Linked DNA regions of Mus musculus: regions 1, 2 and 4 are each linked to region 3. The links are chromatin contacts, called in public HiChIP or PLAC-seq and promoter capture Hi-C maps. All regions are on one chromosome and are shown on one strand. Each heading gives the region's core, a stretch centred on a gene start, on an enhancer-like site or on the middle of the called end of the contact. The rest is flanking DNA. Distances are from core to core; before and after follow the strand shown. Region 1 holds the start of H4c2 (H4 clustered histone 2). Region 2 holds the start of H1f3 (H1.3 linker histone, cluster member). Region 3 holds the start of Nkapl (NFKB activating protein-like). Region 4 holds the start of H4c3 (H4 clustered histone 3).

Region 1 (3,062 bases), core at 78-2,577, 2.3 Mb after region 3:
TCTTAAATCTTCACCCATGAAATACAAAACAAGATCTGTCACTATACTTCATTACATGCTGTAATAAAATGTAATCCTTATACACATTTGGTGATACTGATAGTGTGTTGGAAATAATAACCTGATAAGGAAATACTTCTAGGAAGAGTATTAAAATAGTGTTTATTTGGGGTTTCTATTGCTGTGATAAAACACTACTATCAAAAGCAACTCAGGCAGGAAAGGGTTTATTAGGCTTACAGTTCTGCATCACTGTTCATCACTGAAGGAGGTGAGGAATAGGAAATCAATCAGGGAAGGAACCTGGAGGCAGGAGCTGGTTGCAAAGGCCATGGAAAGGTGCTGCTTACAGACTTGCTCTATGTTGACCCTCCCCCCAGCCTGTTTTCCTGTAGAACACAGGCCCACCAGCCCAGGAACCGCACCACCTACAATGTGCAGGACCCTTCCCTCATAAGGCACTAATTAAGAAATCCTCTACTGATTTGTCTACAGATTCATTTTATGGAGGAATTTTTTCAAATGAGGTTCCTCCTGTATGATGGCTCTAGTTTGTGTCAAGTTGGAATAAAACTATCCAGCACAAATAGTAACAGGTAAAAATATTTATGTAGTACTTCTTTGAAACAATCTCTTCTAATGTAGTACCCAAGCAAACAAACTGTGGGCACCATTATCAGACAAGTTTTATAAGTATAAAGGGGGAACAGGAAAATGACCAGTTCCAATATCTCTGAATTCATTACTTTGAACGAGAGCATACACTGTGTAGGGGTGGCAAAATAGAATACAAGCATCATGCAGTTTTCCCGCTCTAATAAAAAATATAGCAATCCAAACCAGCAATGAATGGATTCCAGACAGGGAATAGCCAAGTGCATCTATATGACTAGGCAAAGGGGCTTGACCTATGTTGACAAGTAGAATTTTAATAAATTCTACTTATACCGATTCTATTTCAATTTCTATTAAAAAAATTCTCTTGTAATTTATTTTTAAAAGTATCTTTCACATTTGAATTTTTAGGTTTTAAGAAACAATAATCACATGGTCTTTTGGCACCTGTTGAATTTTTTAAAAAGATGTTTTAAACCTAAATACTTTACAGGGGTATTTGTTTTAATCCTCCAGGTACTGGTCCATAAAAATGTAACTCCTTGCTAAAATCCTTATAGAACAATATAACATATAATAAAAGCAGTATACTCAAATCTGGGGAAACCTGAGAGACTCCATGTCTGCATGTGCCCTATACAGTACTCCAGAGTCACCGCCCTGAAATGGGCTGAGCAAAAGAAGCCTTTGGTCCCCGCCCACTTGAAGTTCTCAACCAGGTCCGATAAGAGCCTATAATAACACAGCGAATTCTTAGTTCACCAGCTTCCTACTGAAAGCTTGTAAGAATTTAACTATGTCTGGTCGCGGCAAGGGAGGAAAAGGCCTGGGCAAAGGTGGCGCTAAGCGCCATCGCAAAGTGCTGCGCGACAACATCCAGGGCATCACCAAGCCCGCCATCCGCCGCCTGGCCCGGCGCGGGGGAGTGAAGCGCATCTCCGGCCTCATCTACGAGGAGACCCGCGGTGTGCTGAAGGTGTTCCTGGAGAACGTGATCCGCGACGCCGTCACCTACACGGAGCACGCCAAGCGCAAGACCGTCACCGCCATGGACGTGGTCTACGCGCTCAAGCGCCAGGGCCGCACCCTCTACGGATTCGGGGGTTAAGGGACTAAAGCGATTTTCTTAACTGTTACAAAAGGTCCTTTTCAGGACCACTCACTGAATTCCTTAAAAAGCTGTGCATTTTGCTCCCTCACCCTTCCCCCACACTGGCAGCGGCCCTCACTAATAGCTTCAGCTTTAACTCAGGCTGTGGATAGTCAGCATAGTTGAGATTCCCCACCCCCACCCCTCCAGGCTGAATTTGTGCACAAAGTACAGCCTCACCTTGTACAAATTGTTAAAAGTAGGACACTTCAAGGCTCTTTTCTCAGGATTGGTTCAAGGACGGTTAAACAGTCTTGAAAACCTGGAATTTTGGGGAAAGGTGTTAGAACCTCTAGGTTCAACGACTCATTACCACCGCCTGAAAATAACCTTGGGTAGGTGAACAAAGGTAACCATCCAGATGAGAATTTACTAAAGAAACAGGCTCATCGGGTCCTGGAGGTAAAAACAATTGAGTAAAGAGTGAAGCTTTGATACACATGATGTTTTCTTGACCAGCCCTTTCAAACAGTTCATTAAAACAAATATTGACATAAAATCTACATCGTATTAATTACTACAGGTAATGCCAGGATAATATAAAATGTAAGGATGTGTAATACAGGTTATTTTGTATATACCACTGACACCATGTACAGGGCTTCAACATTTTCATATAGTGGTATGGGTCTTTAATTCTGTTCCCATGAATTTTGACAGTCGACTAAATAGTGAAACTAAATGAGATTAATGGCATAAAACACAATGTAGTGTAACATTTGTAGCGTGAAGAAACAAACTGATTTACATCCAAAACGAAGTTTTAGCCAACACACTACACACTGACCAACAGCTGTCATCCCAGTACTCCAGAAATGGATGCAGAAGTCAGCATATGTTCTGTGCCATTCAGAGACTCAGAAATGATAGTATATGCCAGTATGTGTTATATACTCTTAGTTCTTGGACCCTTTCATCAGCCCTAGAACTGCATCTTGTTAACAATGGAACACTAAAAAAAATACACAATTGTTGTTAATAGCACAGGGTAGAACTATTCAGGCATTTGTGATTAACTCTCTTTTCTGTAGCCTCTTTGTTAAAACACTTTTCTTCCTGCTATAACGCATAGGTACTGTAAAATAGTTTATGTTCAAATATAACTCCATGGCCTGCTTGAGATGCTAGAACCAACCATCTTGCTGCAGTGTCAAAATCTATAACAGTGTCTGCTTCTTGCCACTCAACATCCCAGCAGAATTAGAATTTTGCTCAAGTAATTCTGAGTTACCATACTAGTCACAATAAATAGTGCTGCCTTAAAAAACACAGTTCTCATTTCAAATAGAATTAAGAG
Region 2 (3,040 bases), core at 312-2,811, 2.1 Mb after region 3:
AAAGTCTCTAGGTATTAGAATACCCAAGAATGTGTCTCCCTGTAGAATACCTCATGAGGCTGTAATCTCTCACCTGTTACTATAGTAATGGTGTGCATTTGTGTGTATGTGTGTATATTTGCTTATCTAACACAAAATTGAGAGAAGAGGACGAAGCCATAAGTTTCACTGTTCTCACACCTCTTAGGGATTTTTATCGCCTGTTTTTAATCTCTACAAAATAGTACAAGCCTTACTACAGAGAATAATCTGCTGTTTTTCAGGATGTAATTATATTTTGGAGTTAAGACCAAAACCACATTTGTGATATTAGCCTCCACAGTCATGAGTGGGAATGAGTGAAGCTTCTTATGGTTTCAAGTTTGTAGTCCCATGGTTGATCCCTTTTCCAGAAACTTTATTCTTGCTGCAGTTATCATAATGATAACTGACTATGAAATGTTTAAGTCCTTTGGTGGATACCACCTGCTAATTCTTTTGTTTGTGACAGACTATATTATATATGTAATATATGTAATGAGGTCAGCAGCTATCATGGAAATTAAAAAACAGATTTTCTTTCACATTCTGCTTGTTTTTAATAATGAAATTCAAATCATTTTAAAACTGGAAATATGCAGAAAACTGTTGTGATAAGTGTTGGCAAGGGGAAACAGCTGCATAACACAGGTCCTGAAACACGGCATATAACACAGCTGTAAACTTTGTACTCTAAACACGGAGTGAGTTGCTAAGTCAGGTTATATCTCACTGTTCTTCAGCTCCCAGTTGCTAAACTTCTGTTCCTTCTTGACCTAGGTATCTTTTTTCTGTACATGTGATAGTTGGTGTACATTTCTCTATCAAATCTGAAAAATATGTGCTTTCAGCTTTTGATCTACAATAGGGATGGCACAGACTCATCACGTCTCCAGAAAATGGCTAAATCACTAAAACAGGAAAACCGAAGGGGAATTACACACTGGTATCTCAAATATCATTAAAAAATCCAATCGATATTTTCTACAATAATCATTCCCCCGGTATGCACTGCTTTCCCATCTAGTGCCAATTCCTACAGCTTGGTGCAGATAGCCCTGGAAGCTTGTGTTGTTGCTTTCTCGAAAAACTCAAATTTCCCTATGTATTTCCGTGAAAACAAGTTATTTCATAGAGTCCTGAAATGATAAGAATGTGAGGAACCATGTCCTGAAACAAAAGTTTGCTAATGACCGCGAGAGAAGTAGTATTTTTAAGGAAAACCTTAAAGTTGTCCCAATTTTCGTCAAGTTTGAAAGAGAGTTGGGGCAATCAGAGAAGTTTCAGGGTGCCGATTTTGAACATAGGTGCACAAATTAAGGCAAGAATGTAGCCTACAGGCTCTCGGATCAGTTTCCCCCAAGTCCCTAATTATTTCGTGCCCATATTTTTTATATTTTTATACTTTTTTGAGGGGCAACAAACACAGCCACAAGGCAAAGCTGAAGATCCTTTCTCTGGCAACGCGGCGCACGGCGCACGGCGCAGGGAACCAATCACCACGCAGCTTCTCTCTATATAAACCCAGAGCCTGCAGCACTGGGAACAACCTTCTCTGACTGTTTGTGCTTACTTTTTGCTTTACTAGTAAAGCTTAGAACATGTCCGAGACCGCTCCCGCGGCGCCTGCTGCCCCTGCACCTGTGGAGAAGACACCTGTGAAGAAGAAGGCGAAGAAGACCGGCGCCGCTGCTGGGAAGCGCAAGGCGTCCGGACCCCCGGTGTCCGAGCTCATCACCAAGGCTGTGGCCGCCTCCAAGGAGCGCAGCGGCGTGTCCCTGGCTGCGCTCAAGAAGGCGCTGGCGGCCGCGGGGTACGATGTGGAGAAGAACAACAGCCGCATCAAGCTCGGGCTGAAGAGCCTGGTGAGCAAGGGTACCCTGGTGCAGACCAAGGGCACCGGCGCCTCCGGCTCCTTCAAACTCAACAAGAAGGCGGCTTCCGGTGAGGCTAAGCCCAAGGCTAAGAAGGCAGGCGCGGCCAAGGCCAAGAAGCCTGCGGGAGCAGCCAAGAAGCCTAAGAAGGCGACTGGTGCTGCCACACCCAAAAAGACGGCCAAGAAGACTCCGAAGAAGGCGAAGAAGCCTGCGGCGGCTGCCGGCGCCAAGAAAGTTTCCAAGAGTCCCAAGAAGGTGAAGGCTGCTAAGCCCAAGAAGGCAGCAAAGAGTCCAGCCAAGGCCAAGGCTCCCAAGGCTAAGGCTTCCAAGCCTAAAGCTTCTAAGCCGAAGGCCACCAAGGCAAAGAAGGCTGCCCCTCGCAAGAAGTAGAGTGGTGCGTCCTGCTTTGAAAATCTCAAACGGCTCTTTTCAGAGCCACCCACAACCTCATTCAAAAGAGCTGAGCCTTTTTCTGGTTTTCTCATGGTATGTCCGCTGACTCTGGCTATGTGTTCCGAAGCAGATCAATTCTGTGCACTTTGTTATGGGTACATTTAGGAGCATCTATAAACTCTAGTTGAGCGATAGATTGTATCATTTTCAGCTCTAGCTGGACTTCTGGCCGGCAGTTTTTTGCTTCTGTGTGTGCTCCACACACGTGTTCATATTCCAAGAGTTTGGCGGGAAGTCCTTTCTAATGTCGCCTAGGCGTGATAAGGCATTAGGGGGGTTCTCTAGGAAGCTACTCTCACAATAGTGGCTACAGGCTGGAGCCTCTGTTTTAAGTTTTCCAATCCGGCTACACAAGGTGGTTTTGAGAATTAACCAATCAAGCCGTACTTTCAGTCATGGGTGTTGCACCAATCAGAGATTGTGATATTAAGATTTACATTTACGTACTGGGACGCTGGCGTTTTTTCTCTGTCCCCGCCCCTTTGTTCACTTCAGAGCTCTGGAATTCCGTCCTAAGAATTTTTAATTGTGTTTTCCGAGAAATTGAAAGCGCTCCTATTTCCTCCAAACTTAGCCACCTTCGCAGTTTTTAGGCACTGATCACATTGCCACTATAAGTGTGGAAGCTTTTTTAATACCCTGGTGGTTAGGTTTTAGTAAGGAAATTGAACACCACTGACAGTTCTGCACAT
Region 3 (3,004 bases), core at 27-2,526:
AAACGTCCCACAGTGAAACAAACAGGTTGTCACTTGTCATCTTTCCCTTTTGTCTTTCTGTACACCATTTCTCGAAAGCTGGCTAGGATCTTATTTTCTCTCTTCCGCCTCTCTTCTTGGTTAAAGGATGCAAGGGCTCGTTTCTCATCAGCACTGTAAATCTGGTTCTCTTTACGCAGTCTTACAGCCTCCATTCGGCGATGCCTGCTACCACTCATGACGTAACCTGAACATTCAAATGAGGCAATCTCTTCACTTGTCAACCCAATTTCACCTCTTCGTGGGATACGCTTCCCGGCTTTTACATATTCAGCCATTGCTGCACCTTCACCAGGAAGCAGAGCATGGCCATAATTCAAAGGTTTCTCATCTTGAGAGGTGTGTATCACAGGTGCTTCTGGGCCTATTAAATCCATGCTCTCTGCACTCATCGACTGTTCCATCCACGCATCTTCTGGCAAGTCCCTTTCTGAAGCTTTGCAGCTTATGTCATTGTATTCTTTTTTAGTCCTCTTCTTCTTGAGCTGTTTTGCCCGATGTTTCTTTTTCTTCTCTTTCTTCTTGGTTTTAACTTTCTTTTTATCACTATCAGAGCTAGAATGACAGTCTGAACTGCTGTCATAATATTTTTTATGCTTCCTTTTGGAAGGCTTTTTCTTTCTTTTTTTCTTTGTTGAATGACTGGTCTTTGTCCTTTTTTCTTCATTGGTGAAATCTGAACTGCTACTCTTCTGATTCTTCACCTCATCTTCAGCTGGTGTATGTTCATCAGAATCTGGCTCAGGAATCTTGGGTGACAGTCCCCATACCTCAGGCGCTCCCAGCTCTCCAATCCTCTCTCTTTCCTTCAGCCTCCTTTGCCTATAACTCTCCTCCTTTTCCTTCTCCTGGTCCTCAGCCCACGAAGGATCTCCCGCATAGTTGTGGTGGTAACGGTATCCACCACAGATGGGAGAGGAAGAGCAGGCAAGCGTACGGATCCCCAGCGGTAGCGGTCGTTCTCCAGACCTGGGGCGGCTGATGGGATGCAGTGGCCGGACGCCCTGAGCACCCCGCGGAGGCTGGAGCCCCTCAGGACCGCTGAGGAGAGAGCCGAAACCGCCTCCCCGAGGTGATCGGCTAGTCTGTAACGCCGACGGTGGGCTCTCCGAGAAACGTCGTCGTTTCTGAGAGCCCAGAGTGTCCTCATTAGGGCGAGATCGGGATACAGGCGACATGGTCCGCCTTCAATCAACCACCGCGGTGGCGGTTATTCCAGAAGTCACAACACAGAGAGCACGCAGCTCCCGCACAACCCGCACACAGCGCAGGCGCACTAGAGACGGGCGGGCTGTAGGCGGGTCAATTCCGGGGCGTAGCCCGGTGCAGCCCTAGTCCGAACCGTGGCGCTGAGCCTCCGATGGAAGCGGGAAGCAGCCCAGAGCCTGCGCAAGAGCCCTCTTCAACCTCTGGGGCGTGGACAGTCACTTCACTTCTCACTATTTACATTCCCCACCTTGAGCCCCAGGGGAAACAAAAGGAATTATCATTAATGAGTCCTGCTGTCTGTCTGTATTGCTGTGCTTTTTATTTTTTCGATACAGGTTTTCTCTGTGTAGTCCTGGCTGTCTGTCCTGAAACTCCCTCTGTAGACCACGCTGGCTTGGAACTCAAGAGATTCACAGGCCTCTGCATCCCGGGTACTGGGATTAAAAGTGCTGGCCACCACCTTAAGGCTATTTGCTTTGCTTTTTTTTTTTTTTTTTTTTTTTTTTTTTTTTTAATATTTTCGTTATATACATTTCAAATTTCAAATGCTATCCCGAAAGTTCCCTATACCCTCCCCCCGCCCTGCTCCCCTACCCACCCACTCCCGCTTCTTGGCATTCCCCTGTACTGGGGCATATAAAGTTTCTATTTGCTTATTTTTAAGTGGTGCATATGCTGGCTTGGAACTTGCTAGGCACCACTCAAGCACCAAGATTAAAGGTTTTCATAAGCAGAACTGTGATGGATAAGAAAACTTAACTCTGGACCAGGCATCGCTTAAAATAGCTGTTGATTCGCATGAGTTCCTAGCAGCCTGCATCCTCCACAGAATGAAGCTACTGCTGCGAGATAAGAACGAAAGAATGGGGCGCCTGATACGAGATAATTGGCTTTTGTAACCCTCTTTCCCTGTGGGAAAAGGGACGAGCCGTTTTCTCTATCTCTGTGTAAGGGAGCAAAGCAAATTTCCCACACAGCTGCGGATTTCATATAAGGGAGATAATTGTAATGTCCACCTTTATGCTTCCCATTGCCCTCTATGTTTCCCAATTTGGTCATAAGATTGAGTCCATCTTACTATCAGTAAGAATAAATTTATTGATTTTAATCTAAATTTGGGTTGCGTCTTTCAGTTTTGCCCAGTGGAGTAGAACTATGGAACACAGACATCTCTTCCTTTAGATTTTTGTTAGATCTTTTCTTAGAGTCATATGTTTACCACCGCATGGCTCACCATTCCTTTTCCATTCCTGTCTCCATCTTTTCTGCTGAGTTAGTGAAGGATTCCTATTGCCTTTACTCCAACTACCTGCCTCGATGGGACTTGACAGCTGCCTGGTGCTGCTGCAGATCTGCAGTCCCAGCAACTAAGAAAACCCAAGTAATCATGAGATTCTGCATCAAAGAGTGTTGGGTAACTGCTTAGAGTATGCCTTGCCAAAGGTTCAGTTGCTGGCGACTTAGCAAACAATCCTGTTCCTCTCTATTGGAAGCAAAACCTAAATTACTTCTGGAACTAAAGTTTGAGTTTAAGTTTCTGAGCTAAGTGAATTCCAGAGCATTATGTTCGCAGACTTCTGCTCCAGAAACATAGATTCACTAGTTTACAAGGTTTCTCTTTAAGGACATTTCTTCAGAAATCCGCCACTTGCAGTTACCTTCTGAAGGTACTTTACATCCCATAACTTTTTTGTTTTTGTTTATTTGTTTTTTCGAAACAGGGTTTCTCTGCGTAGCCCTGGCTTTTCTGGAACTC
Region 4 (2,814 bases), core at 186-2,685, 2.2 Mb after region 3:
GAACAACAACAACAACAACAACAACAACAAAACCCTAAAGTTTTTGCAGTTGTGCGATGTGTCAACAAAGATCTAATTTTGTTCTACTTTTAGAAAATAGTTCAATACTATTGATCTAACAGTTATTTTTGAAATGTTTTATGTATTTTATGAGAATAGCATGTAGGCTTCAGGAGAATGACAAAAACCATATTAAAAATTAAGGACTTCTTTATGAAAATGTTAGGGTTTGAGTTCAATGCCCCAACATAACAAAAAAAAGCACTGGGGAAGTCTGGGCTGAAGAACATAAACAAAACAAACAAAAAACAAAAATAACTCATCTTTTAAAGTGATCAAGTTTTATGGAGTGCCACAAATATTAAATTCACATTAAACTATTTTAGGCATTGGTATGAGGAATGACAAAAGATCATAGTAAGGTGGCTTGAGAGATTGTTCAGTCAAGAACACTTAATGCTTTAAAAGAAGTTTGTATATCAGAATACACAACAGCTGGCTCACAACAGCTTCTGACTCCAACTTCCTGGAAATAACGCCGCCCTCTTGTGGCAGATGGCAAACATGGCACACCCACAAGAATTTAAATTATCAAGCCACTGCACAACTAAACTGTATATAAACATACCATTAGGTGGTCCCTAATATAGATTATGTGTACTTAGGCCTTATTAATGGTATACAATTAATAACAGCTAAGCGTCTTCAGTTTCTGTAGTAATCAGCCTTTGCCTTGCTTAGATACAATGGTTCCTGCTCTCTCCTGAGCTTCTAGATGGCTCCAGAAGGGAATAAGCTCTTAAATGACCGGTATCAAAAGTGGATTGAGAAGTGACACGATCAGTGGAAAACCTTCAAATAATTCTAAAACAGTTCGTTCAGTATTAACTTCTGACAGTTCAAAATTATGGGCTTGTTATATTACCCAGTTAAACCTACAGGGTATATTCGGCTGCATGGCATAATTACTACCCACCACATAAGTATAGGACAGAATAACACTTAAACTACCTAGCAGGCTCGATTAAAGCTTCGGTAAGTGAACAACTCCTAGGAATTTGTGGGTGGCCCTGAAAAGGGCCTTTTGTTGACAGTGGAAATCGTTTGTTAGTCGATTAACCGCCGAATCCGTAGAGAGTGCGGCCCTGGCGCTTGAGCGCGTAGACCACGTCCATGGCGGTGACGGTCTTGCGCTTGGCGTGCTCCGTGTAGGTGACGGCGTCGCGGATCACGTTCTCCAGGAACACCTTCAGCACACCGCGGGTCTCCTCGTAGATGAGGCCGGAGATGCGCTTCACTCCCCCGCGCCGGGCCAGGCGGCGGATGGCGGGCTTGGTAATGCCCTGGATGTTATCACGGAGAACCTTACGGTGGCGCTTAGCGCCGCCTTTCCCAAGGCCTTTACCACCCTTACCACGTCCAGACATGGTTATGACAGCAGGGAGACAGCAATCGTCCCTTTAAATAGGCCTTCTGCGGACCTGGTTGAAAACTAGAGCGTTAGGCGGGGTTTCCGAATCCGGGTCTTGGAAGGGGGTGGAGAAAAAAGGATGCGTCATTGGAATCTGAATGTTTTCATTGGCTAGCAAGCCCCAGCTATTCTTTGCATGCGGTGTCTCTTAAAGACCACATTTAAATCCTGCAGAAAAACTTCATTCCCTCCTCCCCACCCCGACCCCATTCTTTCTCATGAAAGAAAGGCTTATTGGGGCCATTCCACAAAGCAGACATCCCCATTTCTCGTTTGCTTTTATTTCTGTCTTGTATTAAATTAGTTGATGGTTTCTTTGTGAGGACTCAGGTTAGATGTCCAAAACAGAGGTAAAATATGCCAAGACTGTCCCATGTCAGTAAAGTTTAATCTATTCCCGGCAGTTTTGTTTGGGTAGACATAAACATTGAAAAGGCATCTCAAATTGAGCACCCTAACTGCAAACTTCATATTCCCTATCTCGAGTCAGAGACCTAATGATTCCGTCTATCCTCTTTTTTAATAAAAACTGAGAAAGTCTACAAAAGAATAGTTAGGTTATCGGTTATCCTCTACCTGCTGTGATTCCAAGTTTGTTTCCCTTCCAGCCCTTATTAATCACAGCATGGCTTGCTCACCTTAAGAGAAGAAGTGTTTTGTAGAGCTGGTAATTACAGTACAGGGCTAATACTTGATTAAGGTCATTACAAAGTCTACAAGGTCCTGGTGAAGCTTGTGATATGATTAGTGATGTCAAAACAAGGCTAATCCGACCCCCGCCCCCCTTTTTAAAAAAAGGCAGAAGAGTAAGTAGCAGTAAGTCTCGATGCGGGTTTAATGTTGATTTTGGCATTCCAAATTTTAATTTAACAATGATGTAGAGGAGATGGCTCAGAAGTTAAGAGCATTTGATACTCCCCCAGAAGGCAAGATTTGGTTCCCAGAGCCTAAATGGTAGCTCACAAACATGCATAACTCTAGTTTCAGGAGACTGATGCTCTTTTCTGATCTCAATGGCACCCATGAATGCAGGCAAACTACTCACACAGACAAAGTAAAATATAGAATTAATATTATGGCTAGTAACAATTTTTAAAATAAAGCCTGCTGACCAAAATGAAGACCTTTAATTCCTGTCTTTTGTTACATATGTTCACCACAAAAACTTTATACCAGGGGCCCCAGAAAACTATGAATTACAAAGACCACATCCAGAAAAAAATAGTTTCAAAATATTCCTGATAAACTTCTAAGTCTATGGTTAATTTTGAAAAAATTAAATTAATTAAATTAACCATATTTACTTCTTACTGCAGAAGACAACAGAGGTCTGCTACCAGGTA

The links. Promoter capture Hi-C pulls out the DNA fragments that hold promoters and counts their contacts. HiChIP or PLAC-seq counts read pairs in DNA pulled down with a chosen protein or histone mark.
Region 1: a contact with region 3 is called in an H3K4me3 HiChIP or PLAC-seq map of embryonic forebrain, with 4 times the contacts expected there. The contact joins the promoter of H4c2 here to the promoter of Nkapl in region 3. A contact is called at or near these places in 6 of 39 promoter capture datasets (the 3T3-L1 cell line, cranial neural crest, embryonic stem cells and 3 more), 2 of 115 datasets of contacts at active chromatin or transcription factors (astrocytes and embryonic forebrain) and 2 of 9 other capture datasets (adipose tissue and pancreatic islet).
Region 2: a promoter capture Hi-C map of liver shows a contact between it and region 3, with 7 times the contacts expected there. The contact joins the promoter of H1f3 here to the promoter of Nkapl in region 3. A contact is called at or near these places in 8 of 39 promoter capture datasets (the 3T3-L1 cell line, cranial neural crest, frontonasal cranial neural crest and 4 more), 1 of 484 Hi-C or Micro-C datasets (B cells), 1 of 115 datasets of contacts at active chromatin or transcription factors (astrocytes) and 3 of 9 other capture datasets (adipose tissue, liver and macrophages).
Region 4: a promoter capture Hi-C map of liver shows a contact between it and region 3, with 7 times the contacts expected there. The contact joins the promoter of H4c3 here to the promoter of Nkapl in region 3. A contact is called at or near these places in 5 of 39 promoter capture datasets (cranial neural crest, hippocampal neurons, liver and 1 more) and 2 of 115 datasets of contacts at active chromatin or transcription factors (astrocytes and memory CD8 T cells).

What each region holds. Positions count from the first base shown.
Region 1 is chr13:23,755,610-23,758,671 of GRCm38.p6, forward strand. It overlaps H4c2 (H4 clustered histone 2), which reads left to right and starts at 1,328. Exons shown (of 1, transcript NM_178193.2): 1 at 1,328-1,777. The coding sequence starts at 1,412. The coding sequence ends at 1,723.
Region 2 is chr13:23,553,471-23,556,510 of GRCm38.p6, forward strand. H1f3 (H1.3 linker histone, cluster member) reads left to right here and starts at 1,562. Exons shown (of 1, transcript NM_145713.4): 1 at 1,562-2,337. The coding sequence starts at 1,620. The coding sequence ends at 2,285.
Region 3 is chr13:21,467,225-21,470,228 of GRCm38.p6, forward strand. Nkapl (NFKB activating protein-like) reads right to left here and starts at 1,277. Exons shown (of 1, transcript NM_025719.3): 1 at 1-1,277. The coding sequence starts at 1,217. The coding sequence ends at 30.
Region 4 is chr13:23,697,023-23,699,836 of GRCm38.p6, forward strand. H4c3 (H4 clustered histone 3) reads right to left here and starts at 1,436. Exons shown (of 1, transcript NM_178208.2): 1 at 1,062-1,436. The coding sequence starts at 1,427. The coding sequence ends at 1,116.